Regions from separate parts of the Mus musculus genome. Here region 1 is linked to region 2. Evidence: chromatin contacts called from public HiChIP or PLAC-seq data. All regions are on one chromosome and are shown on one strand. The core of a region is the stretch at or near the end of the contact, and the rest is flanking DNA. Distances in the headings are between cores, read along the strand shown. Region 1 has its middle 42 kb from the start of Gm34770. Region 2 has its middle 16 kb from the start of Gm51682.

The links. HiChIP or PLAC-seq counts read pairs in DNA pulled down with a chosen protein or histone mark.
Region 1: an H3K27ac HiChIP or PLAC-seq map of acute myeloid leukemia shows a contact between it and region 2, with 3 times the contacts expected there. The contact joins two enhancer-like sites. A contact is called at or near these places in 3 of 484 Hi-C or Micro-C datasets (B cells, the C10 cell line and bone marrow-derived macrophages) and 4 of 115 datasets of contacts at active chromatin or transcription factors (acute myeloid leukemia, bone marrow-derived macrophages, embryonic stem cells and 1 more).

The regions. Positions count from the first base shown.
Region 1 is chr9:61,700,937-61,705,002 of GRCm38.p6, forward strand. No RefSeq gene overlaps it. Among named protein-coding and RNA genes, the nearest start is that of Gm34770, 42 kb to the left of the region's middle. Within about 2 kb of position 1,890, at least 144 of the 459 cell types and tissues checked have an H3K27ac peak or open chromatin away from gene starts, as enhancers often do. A contact at or near this core is called in B cells, acute myeloid leukemia and bone marrow-derived macrophages, where this site is marked.
Region 2 is chr9:61,239,719-61,243,746 of GRCm38.p6, forward strand. No RefSeq gene overlaps it. Among named protein-coding and RNA genes, the nearest start is that of Gm51682, 16 kb to the right of the region's middle. Within about 2 kb of position 2,658, at least 38 of the 459 cell types and tissues checked have an H3K27ac peak or open chromatin away from gene starts, as enhancers often do. A contact at or near this core is called in B cells, acute myeloid leukemia and bone marrow-derived macrophages, where this site is marked.

The DNA.
Region 1 (4,066 bases), core at 640-3,139, 460 kb after region 2:
ATCTCCTCTCCTCACACTTTGGGTGTGAATTGGTGGCGAGCTACCCACTCACTCTCTTTCCTTCCTCCCTGTTTCCCCTCAGCCCTTCTATCTTACAGTCCCATCTTTCTTTCCCTCATTTCTCCATCCCTCCTTTCTCTTCTACCTCTGTTCTTGTCTTCCTTCCTCCCTCTCTTCCTTAGACTTGGTTTCTATGACTTTCAGGTCGCTTGTTCCTAATTTAGAGAAAACAAAACTGAGGCTCCGAGAGGTTGACAGTGATCCCAAATCACAGATCTAGGACATGTGAGTACCTGGGTGAAGAGCTAGAATTGTCTTCTTCAAGCTCTACCACCCCCACCCATCTTCTGTTCCATTCAATAATCAAGGCCAGCTCCCGACATTGCCGTGCGTTCATGTTAAACATTCATGTGCTCTCCTCAAAACGGCACACAATCTGAGTTTGATCCCCAGAAGCCATGACAAAGCCAGGCTTAGCAGCATATTCTTGCCATCCAGGCACTAAGGAAGTCTATATAGGAGCTCCCTAAGGCTTGAGTTTGGCCAGCCCAGCTGAATCAGTGAGCTGCAGGTTCAGGGAGAGACTCTGTCTAAAGCTAAAGCGGGAAGGCTGGGAAGATGACTCGGTGGTTCAGAGCGCTTTCTGCTCTCCCAAAGGACCTGCGATTATTCCCCAGCACCCATGTTAAGTGGCTCACAACTGCCTATTCCTGAGCTCCAACACTCTTCTGGTCTCTTCAGCCACATGCATGTACATGGTACAAATACAAACACTCAGGCACACACACACACACATACACATAAAAAAATACATCTAAAAAAATAAGGGGACTGTAGAGATGGCTCAGTGGTTAGTTAAGAGCACTGATTGTTCTTCCAGAGGTCCTGAGTTCAATTCCCAGCAACCACATGGTGCCTCACAACCATCTGTAATGGGGTCTGATGCCCTCTTCTGGTGTGTCTGAAGACAGCTACAGTGTACTCATATACATAAAATAAATAAAAAATAAATAAAAATAAGGGGGAGGGCAAAAGAAGACATTTGCCATCTTCCTCTTGCCTGCACACACACACACACACACACACACACACACACACCTGTACTCACATGCGCACACACACAAACACATACACATATATACAAAACCATAGAGAAACTGATAAAAAGAGGAAAATTTTTTTCTAAATTCTAAAAGGACCCTGAGAAAATCTGACCTCAAGAAAAAAAAAATACTCAGTTTCAAAAGCCCTCGTTGTTAAGGAAGGAAAACTAAGAATAAAAATGTTGAATGTACATCATTGAATTAGTGAAACAGGCAAACGGAAAACGACAAAATGGGAATTCATCGATTGCTAAAATTAATACCAGTAAACGAGAGAAGGGGGTGGGGAATAAGTATTTAAGTGAAGTCTGTGAAACCGGAAGTGGTCAGAGGCCCCGTGGTAGTGGAATGGAGAAGGCCTCGGTTTCCTTGCATGGGTGTTTATCTTCCACTAGGCTTCGTGGGTCACATGAGGTGCTGTAGGCTGAGTCTACTGAGCCCCAGAGTGTATCCCTTCCGCTAGGCTCCGTGGGTCACGAGCGGTGCTCCAGGCCAAGCCTACTGAGCCCCTGCGCAGTGGTTTCCTCTCATTGACCACAGAGCCTCTAAATTGCAGGGGATCTCCGTGTGGAGTCCTGGGATTTCTTTGCCCAGCCAAGACTCCTTGGCCTGGCAGTGTAGCTTCTCCTTTTAGAAGTGAAGCTTCACCATCTGGGCTTATTAAGCAAACAAGTCGGTTCTGTCCTTTTCAGCAAGGAAAACCGCTCTGGTTTTGTTTTCTCCCTGTTGCCAGGAGTCAAGAGGAAGTCTGCGGTTAGACGTCTTTGGGTAGAGACGTACACATACCCAGCAGCTATTAACGAGCGCCTGGGACTCAGCTCGCAGCCCCAGCCAGTGGGGTTAAGGAAACTGAACAGGATGGAGGAGATAACCCAGGGAACACGATCCTCTCTCAGCTCAGGCATGCAAACCTGTAGCATGGCGGCTCTGTCCTCTACTCCTTGGTGCGTCCCGACTCCCATTCTTTATTCTCCACACGCGAGACTTTCGCTCCCAGCAGAAGCTGAGTGTCAAAGAACCCTTCAGAATGGTCCCCATCTTAGGACAAGAGTGTAGTCGCCTTCCCACATCCTCCCAGGCCTCTCTTTTTATCCCATCAAAACTCTAGATTTGTTGGAGGTAATGGTGTGTCCAGTCAAACAAAAACAAAAACAAAAAACAAACAAACAAACAAAAAACCCACTCCCTTGTCCAGCCTCTTTGTATCACAGGGTGAACATCTGATTACAGCCATTGCATAGTTACGGGGATTTTTCATTCCCCACACAAGTTCCCACTCTTGGATGGAAAGCTGGACAGGATGGCACTTGTGTTGGGTTTATAGGCAGCTTGTATGCATGTGGACCAGGCACAGAGCCGCGGAGGGGAGCATGGCATGCAAAAAAAAATCACGGCTCCCTACCCCTTATTATCACTAAGACGTTAGTAAACAGGATCAAGCCGGTGGAGCTGGTTGCTATATGGCGTGCAGCCAAATTCATTCCTAATTGGAACAAGAGCCTTCTCCTTCTTGGCTTTTTCCAGACACTCGCATCTTAGCCCCTTGCTGGGTCTTTTCGTTTTGAATCTGAAGAGTTCGCCTCAAACTCATGCACATTCGAACACTTGTTCCCTGTTCGTCAGCAAAGTTTTAGAAATCCAGGAGATCTGGCTGGCCAGTGTGGGTCACCAAGGGAAGGACTTTGAAGGTTACAACCTAGTCTCTTCCAGACCACTCCCCCACCTGGTCTGCCACCCTGTGAATAGTCACTGTCACATTCCTGCCTGTGGGTGAGCAGCTCTGCTAACCCTGTCCTGCTAGGATGGCCTAAAACCACGAGCCAAAATAAATTCCCTCTCCTGTCAGGTGTTTCTGTCAGTTAGTCTGTCTGCATTATAACACACACACACACACACACACACACACACACACACACACACACACTAAAACAGCTCCAGCCTCCACAGAAGTTCACAGATCAGCTCAGAAACGTCCTTTCTATTTCCAAAAGGGGAACCTGACAGAATCAGCACTGGAACCCCAAGGCTCAGTTCTCCCACAAAACACCTCCTTGCTAGGGCTGGAGAGGTGGCTCAGCAGTTAAGAGCAATTGCTGTTTTTGCACAGGACAAGAATCAGATTCCCAACACCCACAGGGCAGCTCAAACCCACCTGTAACTTTGATTCTAGATCTCTGCCTTCTCCTGGCCTCGGTGGACACTGCACATGCATGGTGGACTTACATGCAGGCACATACACATAAAATAAAAATATATACTTTCAGTGGCTGCTAATCTCTTTAGTGACCCCAGCCTTAGTTGCATATGCAGAAAGTGGAAATTCCTTAGGACCCCAGCAGTGTGCCCCAGCTTCTAATACCAAGGATAAATCAGGTCTTGTTTGTTTGTTTGTTTGTTTGTTTGTTTAGGATTTCTCTGTGTAGTCCTGGCTGTCCTGGAATTCACTCTGTAGACCAAGTTGGCCTTAAACTCAGAAATTCGCCTGCCTCTGCCTCCCAAGTGCTGAGATTTAAGGAGTGCACCACCATGCCAGGCTGTTTGTTTATTCTTACGTAGAGTCTTACCATGTAGCCCAGACTGACCTGGAGCTCTCTAGACATCTCAAACCATCCTTAAAACTATGATCCTCCTGCTTCAGCCTTCCAAATGTGGAGATTGCAAGCATGCCCCACCACACCTGCCTTCTGTCTTTTATTCTAAAGTCTGAGACTGGAGATTAGGGTTCAAGTCTTAGACTGGCCCCTTGCTAGCTTCGTGGTCTTGGAGAAATCTCTGCAGAGCATCTTCACGTCCATCAAGTAGGCAGGCAGTTCTTCCCCAGGCCAGGTTGAGCTGTGAGCCATCTGAAGATCTCTGGTACAACTATAGTAAGTGTGAGGGTGATTGTCTCTGGATGCTCAGATGTCAGGAGATTGCTCCATACGTGATAAAGCACTGGATGCCTTTCTTATGAGGCGGTTACT
Region 2 (4,028 bases), core at 1,408-3,907:
TTTGCATGTGCTGGGTCCCAAATCTAGAGTAGTCTTTCTTCTCCCTTCCTACAGTCAACCCTTCTTCATCCTCCAGTCCATGCTCTGAACGTCAAGGAGACCTACCTTGACCTACCTGACTATACCAGCCTCATCCCTGTCCCCTTGTGCTGGCAAATAAAACACCTGCCATTCACGATGCCAGTCGAGCTAGAGTTACACATTTACTGGTGTGCCCATGACGTCCATAGACTGTAAGGTAGGAAGGGGTTCTGCTCTGATTCACTACCCTATTGTCAGGAATCAGCCCTGTGTCTAACACAGCAGGGGCTCAGTGAGGAAAGAATGAATGAATTCATAAATGAGAAAAGAATGAGTGGGTAAATGAAGGAGTGAATTCAAGCAAGCAGAGAGGCCCTAGATCCTAACCCATGTTCTGTCTCCAGCAGTCGGGGTCCCAGATGTAGTTAGACTGGTCTTCCTCTCTCTGAGACAGCATCCTCTCTCCCTCCCCTGGGTCCCTACCTTATAACTCACTGCTCTCATCCCCACATTCAATTAAATTCCACCACCCCTGGCAAAACTTAGCTTATGTTAAGGTCCAAGAAACAGACACCAAGAGAGGCTGGAAGGAGACGTCGAAGCTTCTCTTCAACTAAGACTCACAACCAGCTCAATTCCACATAGCCCAGAAGTTTCTGGTAGCTGGCTCTCAAACAATAAAACTATATATTCTGGATATATTTCCAGAAATAGAGCCTAGCCCCCTCACGGTATGTTGTGTGTGAGGGGGAGAGGGAGGGGGGATACTCAGTAACTTCCAAGCACACACGATGGGGTGGGTCCCCAGCTATGCACAGCCACAGCATGGACTAAGTGGCATCCCCAGGAACCCTCACTCACTCCAGGAGGGTCCATCATCCTAGCTTACAAAAGGGAATTTAAGAACTAACAAAGCCAGAGAAGGGAAGCCAGCTTGGAGGCAGCTTAAAGGAGAATCCTCTGCAGCCTCTGCAGCCTCTGCAGCCTCTGCAGCCTCTGCAGCCTCTGAGGCCCGCCCCTGTGATATCAAAGACAACAACCGGGTCAGTCCCCATGGTGACGCAAGAGACTAAGTCTCTTGCTTTAACCATCAGTTCATGAGTCCCCAGAGCCCCACAACAGTGCTGAGGGACACATTGGCACATGACCTGCTCAGTGACACAGTAGCCAGACCCCTTCTTTCCACCCCACAATAAGCAACGACACTGAGGACAAAGAGGGCAACAGACTTGCACTGGCAAATAAATAACCTATTAGGGGCAGGCGAGACCAGGAAGAGATCCTGCCTCAAATAACAGGCGGGTAGTGTTCATGGGGAATGACACTCAAGGTTTCCCTCTGTCCTACACATACATATATGTCCGTCTGCAAACGATACATATGCACTCACACCCACAGAGCATACACAATCCTGGTAGTTATTATTACTGTTTACATAGAACACGTGAGCCCTTTAAATGGTCCCCCTCCCAGAAAGCTGTGTGTTTTCTGAGCACTAGAGATAGCAGCAGGGTCTCTAGGTGAGGGCAAGGTGACTGTCCCCCCCCCCCCCACTCTAAGTGGCTCAGGAACAAACAGGAGCTAGGAGAAGCCTGCTGCCCCCACCCCCACCCCCACACTGTGGTATGAATCCATTTGGCCATCTTTTAAGATGAGGCCTAAGCAAGCTCAAGGCCAAAGCTGTCATGGTCTTGGATCTTGGGAGCAATGGGCAGCTCCTTTAGGCCCAGTGAAACGCCTGGTTTGCAATTGAATTGGCAGTGACTAACACGGCATAACAGCTACAGTAAAACAGATCATGGGAAATGTAATGGCCCATGGTCAGCAATCACTGAATTATTTATGTCATTCTTTCTTCTTCAGAGCTCTCTCCCTCTCATTCTTCCCCCAGCACTGCAGCCCTCGTCTGGCCGTCTGCAGACTGCTGAATAACAGAAGCACAAAGAGACCACCGAGACCCAAGAGCACAGAGACTGGAGGTTTCTGAGTAGCCATGGTGGAGGGGGTAGAGGTGGGGCTGATGGCTTCATTTTCTCGGCTGCCAAATTAAGGGCTCTCTCCGCTGAACTGACAACAACTTAAGCTTGCGTTGCTTTTCTGGTTCATTGAGGATCTCCACGTTCTTACGCCTGTCAGGTAAGAATGATGTGACCCTCCTTCCCAGGTTCCAGCAAATACACTGGGAGTTAAATTGTAAATAGCTGGAGCCAGAGCCAAAGCCAAAGCCAACAAAACAAAACAAAACACCCCACATGCATACACATGAGAACAACTTGCATTTCTGTAGTGTGGCCCTTCCCAGCATCCCTGACAGCATCAGGGAGAAAATGGAGGATACCACAGAGAAACGGGACTCGGTCTGTCCTGCAGTATACATTTTTGTCATGCACATGTCTCAGATGCAGCTGATACCCAGGAGTGTGGTTTTCCAAACCATAGGTCCTGCTGGCTGATAGACGAGTTTCCCACACACTACTTGGAATGGCTATGCAATGGTAGCCAGACCCAGAGATGCCCCAGGACTGGAAGTCATTCCCACACATCTCTGTGTCTCCTCAGGGACAGTTGCATTGTCTTGGCTCCTTACACAGTGCTCAGTCGCTGCAACTTTGACCCTCATTTCATAATTCAGAAACCTAAATCCCCCTCACACTTCCTCTTAGTAAGTTGCTTTCACTTCCTTTTCTTAAAAAAGCAATTTCATATACTTACCATAATTTTATTACTTATTAGAAATTTTAACATGTCCTTAAATACCAACATCATTATTATTGTTATATTACTACTATTGTTCTTTTTTTTTTAATTAATTAGCGACTTTAATTTTACGTGTATGCGTGCCTGAGCACGTGCACATTCATTGCTTGTCTGCAGGTGTCCACTGAGGCAGGAATAGGGCAATAGATGTCCTGGTTAAGGGCGACTGACTGTGAGGCTCTGGTGTTGGGGGCTGGGAATCAAATCCGAGCCTTGGAGAGAACAACAGCAAATACTCTTAACCACTGAGCCCTCTCACCAGCCCTTAATGTTTGCTTTTGTTAGTAGTCACTCTAACTGTAACGCTGTATGAATCCCTGGTTCTGTATCTCCATTACACACACACACACACACACACACACACACACACACACTTGCAATCCTCCCCTATCAGCTTCCCAAGTGCTATGACTTTAGGCATGTGCCACCATGCCTGGCTAGATCTATTACTCTATTATTATCTATAAATATGAAGTTTAGATGAATTTAAAGATTTGGGAGAGTTTATAGACCAATTGATTAAATAAATAAATAAATAAATAAATAAATAAATAAATAAATAAATAACCAGCCCCCGAAAATGAATGAAGAAAGGGTTTTATCGCCATAAAAACAAAAGCAGCTCAGAATGGCAGGCAAAAGGAACAAGAAGGTGATAAAAGGTTTTTAGAAAACTGGGACTATTGACACACACCTTGAATCCCAGCACTCAAAAGTCAGAGGCAGGTTGATCTCTGAGTTCCAGGCCAGCCAGGTCTACAGAGTTTCAGACAGCCAGGGCTACACAGAGAAACCCTGTCTTGAGAAAAAGAAAAGAAAAAAAAAAATTGAGAGAGTTTTTTTTTTTTAGAAATTAAATTTTTGTTGGCTAAAATGAAAAGCATCATAAAAGACCTGGAAGGGAAGGAAGGATCAGTCAAGTCGACGGGGTAGCTCAGAACACACATTAAATGTTGACGTGGTCTCCTGAAAGGGGGAAGACAAAAAAAAAAAAAAAAAAAAAAAAGATGAAGTAAATCTCAGAAATCCAGCGCCCAACTGACTGAGTACTGGCTGGGAAACCGAAGCCTTTGAAGAGGACTCATCACACAATAAAGAAATTTCCCCTGTGCTGAAGACAGGGAGGGATTTTCCAGTTAAAGGTGACTACCGTATTATCAAACTCTTTTGGTTTCATCTGACAGAAACCCAACTGCAAGGGTTCAAAGAAAGAAAGTAATACATTGGTTAATCCAGCTTTGGTTCAGAGA